Regions from separate parts of the Mus musculus genome. Here region 1 is linked to region 2. A link is a contact called in public promoter capture Hi-C data. All regions are on one chromosome and are shown on one strand. Each heading gives the region's core, a stretch centred on a gene start, on an enhancer-like site or on the middle of the called end of the contact. The rest is flanking DNA. Distances are from core to core; before and after follow the strand shown.

The links. Promoter capture Hi-C pulls out the DNA fragments that hold promoters and counts their contacts.
Region 1: a promoter capture Hi-C map of liver shows a contact between it and region 2, with 1.7 times the contacts expected there. The contact joins two enhancer-like sites. A contact is called at or near these places in 1 of 39 promoter capture datasets (liver), 3 of 115 datasets of contacts at active chromatin or transcription factors (bone marrow-derived macrophages, embryonic stem cells and pancreatic cancer cells) and 1 of 9 other capture datasets (adipose tissue).

What each region holds. Positions count from the first base shown.
Region 1 is chr2:33,442,568-33,448,236 of GRCm38.p6, reverse strand. No RefSeq gene overlaps it. Among named protein-coding and RNA genes, the nearest start is that of Zbtb34, 14 kb to the right of the region's middle. Within about 2 kb of position 3,641, at least 84 of the 459 cell types and tissues checked have an H3K27ac peak or open chromatin away from gene starts, as enhancers often do. A contact at or near this core is called in liver, where this site is marked.
Region 2 is chr2:33,234,825-33,241,144 of GRCm38.p6, reverse strand. The region is part of intron 8 of Ralgps1 (Ral GEF with PH domain and SH3 binding motif 1); the gene reads left to right. The region is part of intron 2 of Angptl2 (angiopoietin-like 2); the gene reads right to left. Among named protein-coding and RNA genes, the nearest start is that of Angptl2, 22 kb to the right of the region's middle. Within about 2 kb of position 3,379, at least 4 of the 459 cell types and tissues checked have an H3K27ac peak or open chromatin away from gene starts, as enhancers often do. A contact at or near this core is called in liver, where this site is marked.

The DNA.
Region 1 (5,669 bases), core at 2,392-4,891, 210 kb before region 2:
CAGTCCCTCAGGATTCAGGCTGGCCTTCAATTCCCAAAGCCACTTGCTCCCAAATACTGACTTTACAGATAGCCACCATGCCTGGCTCTTGGCTTTCTTATTTTATTTTATTTTTTTAAATGGCTATTCAACCCACTGAACACCATAGCCACTTTGGCCTAAGACCATTGAGTTCACTGAATACAATTGGCTCCAAGTCCCTGCCATGCTTAATGTGTGAAGCATTTGGATTGTGGGGTAGAGTTGCCTTCCAGGCTACAGGAAAGAATGATAACATAGACTCTGATGGGGAGGGCTTGTCTCCCTCAAGAGAGAAGCTGTTTTAAGCCGTTCTCTTGTACAAAGGGGGCATGAGTCAGTGGTAGATCACTTGTTTAGCCAGCACCAAAATTAAACATACAAAGGGTGAGATTTGTAAAGGTGACCCACACTTAGCAGAGTACTGAGGCCTCGATCTGACATGACTCTTTGATGCTGAGGTATAATGGGTGGCAATGGGTCCTCCTTAAGTTGCTGAACTCTGCCATCCAAGGAGAAGTAAGACTTGAAACATCAGCTGTCCTTCCCTTTTGGCTTGCTTTCCAGGGCTCTGTCTACCACTAGCCTACTCCCTGCCCAGGACCAATAATTCCTCCCTTATTCTGATAAGGTGAACTGAGTCCCCAGCCTTGCAAGGCAGGACTCTGACTTGAGAGAATCAAAAGCAAGGGGCTTTGTAGCCTGACCCTGACCCTGACCCACCAGTGCTCACTGCTCTAGAGCTTCAGTGGGAAGCTGGGTATGGTGGCATATCTGCAATGGAAACAGTGGGGATGCAGAGACAGGAACTCTGGGCTGCCTATTAACCCAGAGAAGACTGCTCAGGGAGTCCCAAGTTCCAGTGACAGAACCTGTCTCAAGGAGCATGGTGGAGCCTCAGAGATGGCCCAGCTGCTAAAGGTCCTTGTGACCAAATCTGAAAATTTGATTTCAATCTACATGGTGGAAGTAGAGACCCAACCAATTCCTGTAAACTGTCCTATAAAGGAAGACAACAAGGTGGACAGCTCCTGACGACTACCTAAGGTTGACCTCTGGCCCCTGCAGGCACATACACTCAAGCACTCATTCTAGCATGCACACACACACACACACACACACACACACACAAAGCTTGCCCTATTGCAACCTGGGAAGCCTATGGCTTGTGTCCCTTCTACCTTGGTCACCTTTCATCCAGAAACTCCCAGCCAAGGGCTCAGAGTGTCCAGAGAAAACCCACAACCTGCTGGTATCAAGAGATCAAAGGTCACAGACTTACCTATCAGTGTGGTTATCACCAGGTCAGTACTAACCAGCCCTGCTTAGCTCTCTGCATTGTTGGGCCCCAGGACATTCATGAGTTCCAAACAGCTTCTGTTCTGCACCTGTCTCCCAGCCTGTACTGCTCCAAAATGTCTTTTTCCAAGCAGTGCTGATCCTGCTACTGCCGGGCAAGCTGCACTTGACATCACACCCCCAGCTGACACCCTAGCTCCTCCTGCTGCCACCAGGCCAGCCCACTTGCCTGACCTTGGTTGCTTCCCTTCGGCTGGCTTCTCTTGGTCCTTGCAGGGATGGTTTGACCTGCTCCACCTCTCTTCCATCACCCTTCCCTAAGCTTTGTCCTTCTAGAAGGTTCTTTTCTTTTTTTTTTTTAATTTATTTATTTTTTTTATTTATATGAGTACACTACAGCTGTCTTCAGACACACACTTAGAAGAGGGCATTAGATTCCATTACAGATGGTTGTAAGCTACCATATGGTTGCTGGGAATTGAACTCAGGACCTCTGACAGAGCAGTCAGTGCTCTTAACTGCTAAACCATCTCTCCAGCACCCTAGAAGGTTCTTTTCTATCTGACACCCCACTCTGCAAGGGCCCCCAAAGTCCACACCACTTTCAGTGATCCCATTGCACTTTGAGCGTCAGCCTATGGTGGCACTTGTCACTGAACTGCAGTCTTTAGAGGTCACCCACTCCTCATCCTCCTGCACCCATGGCCCTGGCAGGACAACAGGAACATGAGCAGTCCTTGTTATTTATTTATTTATTTATTTATTTATTTATTTATTTATTTATTTATTTATTTTGGAGTTAGAGATCAACCCCTGGGCCTGATAGTCTAGAAAAGCGCTCCTACCAAAGAGCATCCCCAGCCCCTCCCCTTGGCATTTTGAAACAGAATCTCGCCAAGTTGCCTGGCTGGCCTTGAACCTTCTCTAACCCTGCCTCCGTATCCAGTAGCTGAGATTGCCTGTGTGTGCCACCACACCTGAGAAGCCACACTGTAGTCATCTCCGAATGGCCACCCCTGGCACAGTTCTGACTCACAGCTAATACATGCTGCCAGCTATCTTCTTATTTATCTTTTCTAAGTACAGATGAGCTGTGTGGTATTCATTCACCAGTTACTACCGTACACTGTTTTTGTTTTGTTTTTCAAAACAGGGATTCTCTGTGTAGCCCTGGCCATGCCTGCTCTCATAACCTTTTTGTTTGTTTGTTTGTTTGTTTGTTTTTAAAATTTTTTTGAGCCAGGCTTTGGTGGCACATGCCTTTAATCCTAGCACTTGGGAGGCAGAAGCAGGTCGATTTCTGAGTTCTGGGCCAGCCTGGTCTACAGAGTGAGTTCCAGGACAGAGAGCTATACAGAGAAACCCTGTCTCGAAAAACAAAACAAAAACAAACAAACAAAAAAACCTTGCGGGGGGGGGGGGGGGGGGAGGGTTGAGGATGTGACTCTGGTGGGACTGAGTTCCCAGCACTGGAGCCAAACACCTTTCTTAGAAAACATGGCACCTGATAAACATAGGAAGTCTCTGGAATTCCTGCTGGCTGAGAATTCTAATGGAAGATTTCATACCAGAACATGTCATTTTGCTACTAAACTGGGGAGATGCCAGTCAGTCGGGTGCTTGCCTTAGAGATATTAGGACCTGTGTTTGATCCCCAGAACCTCACCTGGGAGTGGAGGAGGGGAAGGAATGGGAAAAAGAAATTCCAGCACTGGGGAGGTAGAGACAGGCATGTCTGGCCAGCTGACCTAAGGCAATGAGAGAACTCTCTTGAAAACAAGGTTAGTGGTTCCTGAGGATTCTGGTTTAAGTACAGTCAGGCAGAAGAGGCCAGGGTTGCTATAAAAAAAAAAGGACACACCCTAACAGGGTGGTCCTGGTGCAAGCCTTTAATCCCTACACTCCAACCCTGAGAGTTCAAGGTCAGCCTGCTGGTCTACAAAGAGAGTTCCAGAACAGCCATACTCAGAGAAATCTTGTCTCAAAAAGCCAAAAATTAAAAAAAAATTAAAAAAAAAAAATGGGGGCAGGGGATGTTAACTGTTCATCTCTGCTGGAAATTTGAGTAGAAAAAGCGTACTTCCAGAGAGACTTTGGCACCTTTTGAAGCAGGTATTTATTTGCCTGTTATTTGGTTCTTCATCCAACCCTAAAACTTGAGGCAACTGATCAAGAGTCAAAAGTTAGTTTTGGATCCCTTTCAAATTGTGTTTTCTCCCAATCTGGCCTTTAAGCAATGAAAGAGTGTTTATACTGGAAAGCAGGGAATCTGGGCCAGCCAGGGACCTGTGAGGGATAGCACGTGCAGTGGAAACTGTGTTGCTTGTGGATTGCCTCTGGAGGGGGCACGGCAGGCTTTTTCTGAGTGCCTGAAATTAGAAGAGGCAACTGTGAGGACCGTGACTCATTCGCACTGGAGCCAGGCCAAGGCAGTGTCCTACAGCTCCTCTGGGAGCGGCCAGAGAAGCATCAGGCAATTGGGCAATTGTTCCCACTCTTCCCATGCAGAGGGATCACTCCAGATATTAGAATATTTTACAGAGCCTCCTCCCCACCACATGATGATCAGCTGAATCAAGAAAACTTTACTGTCTCCGGGCTGGGGGCGGGGGGGGGGGGGGTAGATACCCCAGACAGTAAGATGCTTGCCCTATAAGTTTAATCCCCAGAGCCCATGGGACAAAAGGATAAAGAAAGAAAAGAAAAAGCCAGCACTGGAGAGGTAAAGACAGGTACAACACTAGGGCTTGTTGTCTGGCCAGCCAGCCTGGCCTAATTGGCAAGCTCTACGCCTTCCCTGTCTCAAAAAACAAAACAAAATAAAACAAAACTAGGTCAATGGTACTTAAGGAATGACACCTGAGGTTGACCTCTGGCCTCCACCCACATAGACATGTGCACCTGCACACACACACATTTTTTTGTTTGTTTGTTTGTTTGTTTTGAGACAGGGTTTCTCTGTGTAGCCCTGGCTGTCCTAGAATTCACTTTGTAGACCAGGCTGGCCTAAAACTCAGAAATCCACCTGCCTCTGCCCCCCAAGTGCTGGGATTAAAGGCATATGCCACCACCGCCCCGGCCACACACACAATTTTAAATGTCAAAACACTGCTACAAAATCAGCAATGATAAAAAAAAAATAAATAAACAAACAAAAACCCATCCAGTTGACTAGCATTATCACTGAGGACATGTCAAACCCTCTGCAGTATGTATCACAGTATCCAGGGTCCATTCTGAGGTTTAAAAACTCACTCCTTTATCGTGTTGTTGTTGTTCCGAGACAGGTTTCTCTGTGTAGTCCTGGCTGTCCTGGAACTCACTCTGTACACAGGTCCTTTACCGTCTTACTTACTATTGATTTATTTTTTTTCTCTAAGGCAGGGTCTCCGGTAGCTCAGGCTCACCTCGGTCTTGTTATATAGCCAGAGACAACCTGTAGCTTCTGGTCCTCTTGCCTCTGCCTCCTTAGCTGTCTGTAGTTACAGGGATGCACTGTGGTGCCTGGTTTATTTGCTGCTGGGAACCAAACCTGGGACCTTGTCTGAAGGCTAGAGAATCACTCTACCAATTGAGCCACATCCCTTTTCGAGACTTTTTCTCACTATGTTGCCTGGGGCAACTTTAAATTTCTGTGTTAAAGTGATCCTCCTTTGGGAGGCAGAGGCAGGCGGATTTCTGAGTTCGAGGCCAGCCTGGTCTACAGAGTGAGTTCCAGGATAGCCAGGGCTACACAGAGAAACCCTGTCTCAAAAAAAAAAAAAAAAAAAAAAAGTGATCCTCCTGCCTCAGCCTCCCAAATAGGTGGGACTATAGGAAAGCCCAGCTTACCAAATCTTTACAGAGCTCCTGCTTTGGCCCAGGGTCAGGCCTGCAGATGGTGATATCTTTGGAGGTTATAAACATCACTCCAGTAGACCAAGAAATGGGCGTTTTCTGATTGGCCATTTGCTCTGTGTATGTTCCTCAGTTAGCTAAACATTTCCAATCCAGACCTATAAATAGATCTAACCGTCAACTCAAGAGAATAGTCCTCAAACAAAGCTGACTGTGGGTGGCAACTGGCAGACTCTTAGCAGTGGCGAGGATCTCAGCAACCATGCTTCACTGCCCTCAAAAGACCTGAGTTAGAGCCACTTCCTGTGACCGCTGGATAGCTACCCTCATGCTAGAAAACAAACAAACAAACAAACAAACAAAAAAAAACCAAAACTTTATTTTATTTCATTTTTAGTCAACTCAACGTTAACCATCACTCAGGGCAGAAAGGATGAAAATTCCACATGGCCATTCCTGTTTCTGCCTCTCAGAATTTTCTCACCTCAGTTTATTTATTTTATTTCAGCCTGAGT
Region 2 (6,320 bases), core at 2,130-4,629:
GCAAGAGGATTAGGAGCTCAAGGTCAGCCTCTGTAACGAAGTGAGTTCTAGGCCAGCCTTGGTAATAAGGTCCTGTCTCAGGAAACAAAGGTAAAAACAACAATAAAGCCAGCTATTTATTGAGTTCCATTCCCTAAAGGCTGCCCTAGGCCTGGGGAACCTAGGGCAGTGTAGGTTGTCTCTGGTGGCCAGACTCTACCAGCATTCTTAGCTAATTCTGGAGATCTTCTCTTTCTCTCTCCATGGGTGGGAAGGTAGCCCTCTGTGTCGGTTCATCCAGCTTTTCCTTCGAAGGCCTAGCTTTGCAGGTTCCTGGAGGCTAGCACTTTGGTTCAGCTAGCCTATTGGTTCAGCTAAAGCTTAGATTTGGGAAACTTACTGGGCCATGCAAGCAGTGTGGAGTGCCTATTGGGAACAGAAACCGTCTGCTTCTTTGTCCATCTCTGTGCCAGTTCAGCTGGATGCTGACTGTCAGTGTGCTGCTGTCTTCATTCTCTAGGTGCTTCCTACACCCTTGCCTTTCAAAGCTCTGCACACAGGACAAGCAGGTTCCCCAAGTGCCCAACCTGTGCTGAATGTAGGCACAAAGCACGCCTGCCCTCCTTCCCTCCCTCCCTCTCTCCCTTCTCTCCTTCCCTCCCTTCTTCTCTCCCCTCTTCCCTTCCCTCCTTCCTTCCTTCTTCCCTCCTTCCTCCCTCCCTCCCTTCCTCCCTTCTTCCCTTCTTTTCTTCCTCCCTTCCCTCCTTCCTTTCTTCCTTCCTTCCCTCTTCCCTCCCTTCCCCCCCTCCCTTCTTCCCGCCCTCTCTCCCCTCCTCTATCCCCTGATGTCACTTCCTGCTTTTGCTTTCCCCCAGTTTCTGTCCTGGGGAAGGGGAGAGGAGACCTTCAGGAGGAACATTTAAAAAGGAGAAAAAGGTTTTCATTATTTTTGGCCCAAGCTCCAGGGACTGAGACAGAATGAGAGTCTGTCCCTGACAGCTGGAGCAGAGCACCGGTGGCGTGGGAGGCCTCCCAGCTTTCCACCAGGTCAGCAGGACAGGGAGGCGCTTAGTGAGAGAGAACGCTGGGATGGAAGGCAGAAGGCATGGGACATAACAGAATAATGCCCACCAAAGCCAGCAGCCAGGCCTCTTCCTGCACAGCCACGCAGCTCCTGCAGTGGCTCCATGCTGAGGCTGTTCTTGAAGGGGGTACAATATAGGTAGGGTTTGGAGGCCACTGGAAAAGTGATAGGTTGGTCTCATAGTGACCAATCTATGCTGCCTTCCACAGTTCATTGTGGAATGCCTCTGGTATTCTTGAAAATGGGCTTTACTTTTTAAAAAATTTTATTTAGATTTTTTTTAGGATAAGTATTTTAGAATGATTTGAGGTCTTTAGTACTAAAATATTTTAAGCAGTGATAATTTTAGAAAGGCCTGGGGATGGCTCAGGAGGTAAAGAGCCTGCTGTCCAGCGTGAGGCCCTAATTCAGTCCCCAGACCCATTGCACAGCCTTGTGACAGTGTGCTCCCATGATCTCAGCGCTCCTACAGCAAGATACAAGATAGAGACAGGAGAGGCCCCTCAAGCTTGGGGACCAGCTAGCCTGGCATCCACAGTGACCTGGCACCCAAGAGAGACCTGTTTCGGGCAGTGTGTTAGCATGTCATCTGACTACCACATGCATGCCATGACACTCATATACCTGTACCCACACGTGTAAATACATATAAATATTATACACAGTACAAAAACACACAGAGATACAAAACAAATATCTCTCTCTCTCTCTCTCTCTCACACACACACACACATACATATACAATAAATAATTTATTGAAAGAAGAATGCAGGCTTGTACTGGTTTTGGACATGCTTCAGAGGGTAAGCAGACTCTTGAGGCCCAGGTGAGAATGCCTCACTCTGAGAAAGGCCTGTCTGCAGAAGTAGCAGCAATAACTTGGCATTGGAATCTTCACATGGCTTTTGCCGAGGCCCCAGTCTGTCACAGGCCTTGCTTAGGTATTTACACTGCTGATTCTTCCCATGCTCCTGGTAGGTAGTTGTAACTGCCTCATTTACAGATGAGGAGGTCTGAACCCACAGACCTTAGGGGACACCCCAGAGCTACATGGCCCTTGGAGGCAGAGTGGTCTAATACCTCAAATGATCTGTTTAGGAATGTGTTCACTCTGATGCACTGTTATTTCTCCCCAGCCAGTGTGGCCTTGAGAACAGAGGCCTGGCTCTGGTCTTGGCATACTGATGACTTTATCTGTCAGGTTGTTAAACCCCTTTATTTTTGTCTTTGTTGGTAATTCGGGTTTTGTCTTGTCTTATTTTGTCCCCCCTATGTTTACTTACTCTGTCCTTTGCCTATTTTGGTGTTTTATGATGTTGAAGTTTCCTCTGTGTGTATGTGGCAAATCTGGTCATTGTGTAAGGCCTTCTAGAATTGTGGAGTAGTTTGAAATGATGTAGAAGCATTCATGTTTCTGCCATCAGCTTCGTTAAATGGCTGAGGCTCTCTCGGAAGCCTCACAGATCGCCACACTCAAACACATCCCCTTTCTTAATGTAAGTGAGAGGCAAAATGATCAGTATAAACAGCAGGTGAAAGTCAGTTCGAATTTTAGATTGCATTGAGAACATGGTACCAACACCCTGCTGAGATGAGAAGCCTTTGTGTAAGAGGGATGGGGCAGGGACCAATCTGTGGGGCATATAAATAATGCAATGGGGATCCAACACTGTACCATATAAATAACTTGGGACGAATCTGTTAGCATTACCCTTGGATAATGCCACAAAGGGCCAAGCAGAGAATTCAACTTTTGGTAAAGATTCTGGGGCTGGAGTAGTATATGGTTGGAGAAAGACTACTGATACTTTGTTGGAGGTGCTGGGGTCAAATCTTGGTGGCTTTTCTTACTCACTGTGTAACTCTAGGCAGGTCCCTGCCTCAGTTTTACTGCTGTGACATAGGGAAAGAACACTAACCATCCTGCAGATCTCAGGTCAGGGGTTAGATTAAGTCTTTCTCCCCTTAGATGCAAGCAAGCTTGATATGTTGGAAGTGCTCAGCTCCTTCCTTGAGATACACATGCTGCTTGCTCTCGAAGTTCCAAAACTATGTATATATTATAATACACACATGCATGTCCACAGTGTGTGTGTGCGTGTGTGTATCTATTCATGTGTCTATGTCTATTAATAAGTATTTTCCACTAGGCACACTTTAGATGTCAGAATCAGTGGAGGCTACAGAGCTGCACTGCAGTAGAAAATGAGAATCTTTTTTGTTGAGTATAGCTGAGTGTTCAAAGTGCAGTGGGCAAAGCATCTTCTGGCACAGAGCGAGTGCACAGTGGTGTTTGCCTTGGCTCCCCTTCTGAGAGGTAGCTCTGCCCGCAGAACCAGGCCAACACTAACTCGGCAGCACCCAGGCTCACCTCTATAAAGACCATATTTACACCGTAGTCAGAATGTTCCACATGAAGAGCAGTTCGGCTACCATGGCAAGCAGATCTGTGTGGTTCCCTCGAGAGAGACAGCAGTGCAGGAAAGGCACAGGATTGAGGCCGAGGATGGGGGAGGGACACAAGATATGCAGCAAGCCTTAGGCCTTGGTACTCTGGGATCAGCCTTGGGAATTTTGAAATTATTTGGACTGGAGTAACTCAATTAATTTGGTTCTGGTTTCTCAGCAATCAGCTAGGGTTGATTGAAGGCAGCGGTCCACTTCGTGATCTCTCCTCTGGCATTTCTGATGGAGACATCACAGGTACAAGGCACAGAGCCTCCATGAAAAACAGGGAGCACTTCATTGGTTGTCTTCCTGGTAAAGGCAAGTTGAGCCTGGCAGCCAGGCTAGACTCAAGTGTACTATTATCTTGTGTGTCCTCTCTGAGACCTGAGGATGAGCAGCCTCGGCTGGATTGGCCCAGGCCCTGTAGCTGGTCCTGATGAGGCAGGGGCAACACTACATCAGCTCACCTGAAGGGCGAGGTAAGAAGCAGGGCTTCAGTGCTGGCCAGCAGGTGTGGCTCCTCTCCTCAGCCTCTGAGCCTCAGGGCGTGGTGGCCTTAGGCTGAATAGAGGGCTTTAATCCTCCTGTCTCCCTAGACATTAAGACACCTTCCTTGTGTGAGAACCCTGTCAGTTCTCATTAATGGTCTGTGCCCGTGAAATCTGTTTGCCAACAGAAAGGACTAGATGTAAAATTGGATCTGGAATGTCCTACTCAAATTTATCCATTTAATGCCAGGGCAAATGTACTTCGTAGGTGTGACCCACCCTGGCCAGTGGCAGGCCCCTGGGTGTCCTGAACAGGCAGGCCTGAAGTCAGACCCTGTAAAAGGACATAAGGAGCAATTTTATCTGATAATTCTTGAGTCTCACTTTTCAGTAAATTTGGCAAAAGTCTTGTCTATGTCAATGGCTACCTTTTGGTGAAGCAGAGTACAAGTAGTGGCCCAACTGCAGGACTCGTTTGCAGGTTGCCAAGTGTTGGCAGTGTGTGTGTGTTGTCTCTTCCTTGCGTGGGGATGTGCACAATCTTAGTCTGTCCTCAGCACTGAGGGCCTTGGGCAGAGAGCGAGCTTGGAGGGATTCATTATGATGTTTGAAACCTAAAACAAAATCTCACTGGCTCTCAGATGGGAAAAGAAAACTACGAAATAAAAATTCATTAGCCTGTGATTAAATGTCCACAAAGTGTATCAACCATCCATCGGGTTCACTGATTGGTAACTTTCACCTCCATAAAAGATGTTATTACTTTGAAACAATTTGTAGGTTAGATTTTTCTCACTTCCCAAGAATTCCTGAGCATGCCTGATGTTGCTGAGAAATCAGAGCCAACCATAAATTAATTGGGTTACTGCTGGCCAAATAATTTCAAAAGCAGAATTATTCAACTCCTTTCAAAATTGTTACAGTAAAACTTATATTGGCTGTGTGAGGCGAGGGGGCTTGAGTGCATCTGATACAGCTCCAGCTCTCCCAAGAGCTCTTAGGGCCCATGAAGGGCTTGCCGGGCCCCAGCCTGCCTGCCTGACCTCAAAATAAATACTACTGCTCTACTAAAGTGCTCAGTGTTAGTTGTTGCAGGCCGGGAAGCATGCGCCCACTCAGGTTTCCAGCAGGCAGCTAGGCAGGAGAAATGGGAGTTTTAAATGGCTTAGGAAAGGGGTGGGGCTGGGGGTGGAGCTCTGAGGCAGAGCTCTTGCTTGTCATTCTCTGGGCCCTGGGTTCAACCACCAACACCATAGGGGAAAAAAGAGAGAGAAAGAGAACAATGTTTAGGCTAGCAGGGTCCTGGAAACCTTACTGTGTAGAGCTGAGCAGCCCTCTGTGCTCCAGGGCTGGAGTCGAGCCTCCTTCCCTGGTGTTGCTGTTGGTAGCCTCCAGGGCTGCCTGGGTGAGGTAGGCACAGATCGGATGAAGGCTAAGTGCAGACACCACAGAAGAACTGATCAGACCCAGGACTCTCAGTCCACAAATGCTTAGCAAGTGGCTGGTGCTCCTGTGGTCAGCCAGTCTATGGACACTTTGAGAGGAAGGGAGCAGCTTCATTGCTCTTCTTAAGGAACCTCTGTTGGCTTTCCCTGTTACCTTTTTATCTCTCACATGCTCACAAGGCTCTCTTTAGCCTCTGGTCTGCCATTTTACTCTGGAGCTGGACCGCAAGCCACTTGGCATGTAATTTGTGGCATTTTGGCCTTTTTCTCTGTCTGCAACAGGACATTTGCCTAGCACTGAGCCTGGTCTTTATGGTTTCCTGACAGTTGCTGACCATGGCTGAGAGCAGATTTGCAGGGCTTCAGCCCTGCAGGGCCTTGTCACCTCTAGAAAGCCTTTCCCATCTCCAGGACGTCTTCATCCTGCCTAGGCTTCTCAAAAGCCTTTGTATATATTCCTGTTGGAGTATAGCATGAGCGTCTGCTCCACATCTCAGAGAGCCTGTCACCAGGTAACCAGACATCTGCCTCCTAGGCCATTTCACCTTTTCCTCAGAGCCCCAGATTCAAAGGCAGCTTGGGCTCAGAGATCTGGCACTGGTGCTGACAGCTGACTCTGGCACCAGACTCCTCCCTTCATTGTCTTGTTACCACGCATCAGGGTTGTGTGAGGTCTGTCCCCAGCAGATGGCAGTGGGCTCTTGTGGGAGCAGGCACCTCTCAGGGCAGTGAGTCTGTGGTAAGCAGACAGGTAAAAGTCCTTCCCCAGTCCACCTGCCACCTGTGCATCTTCACATGAGCGTAGTAAGTTATAGCTCTCTCAGCTCGAGAACCTGAAAAGCAGAGGCCTCCATGGCAGATGGTCATCTGTATCCA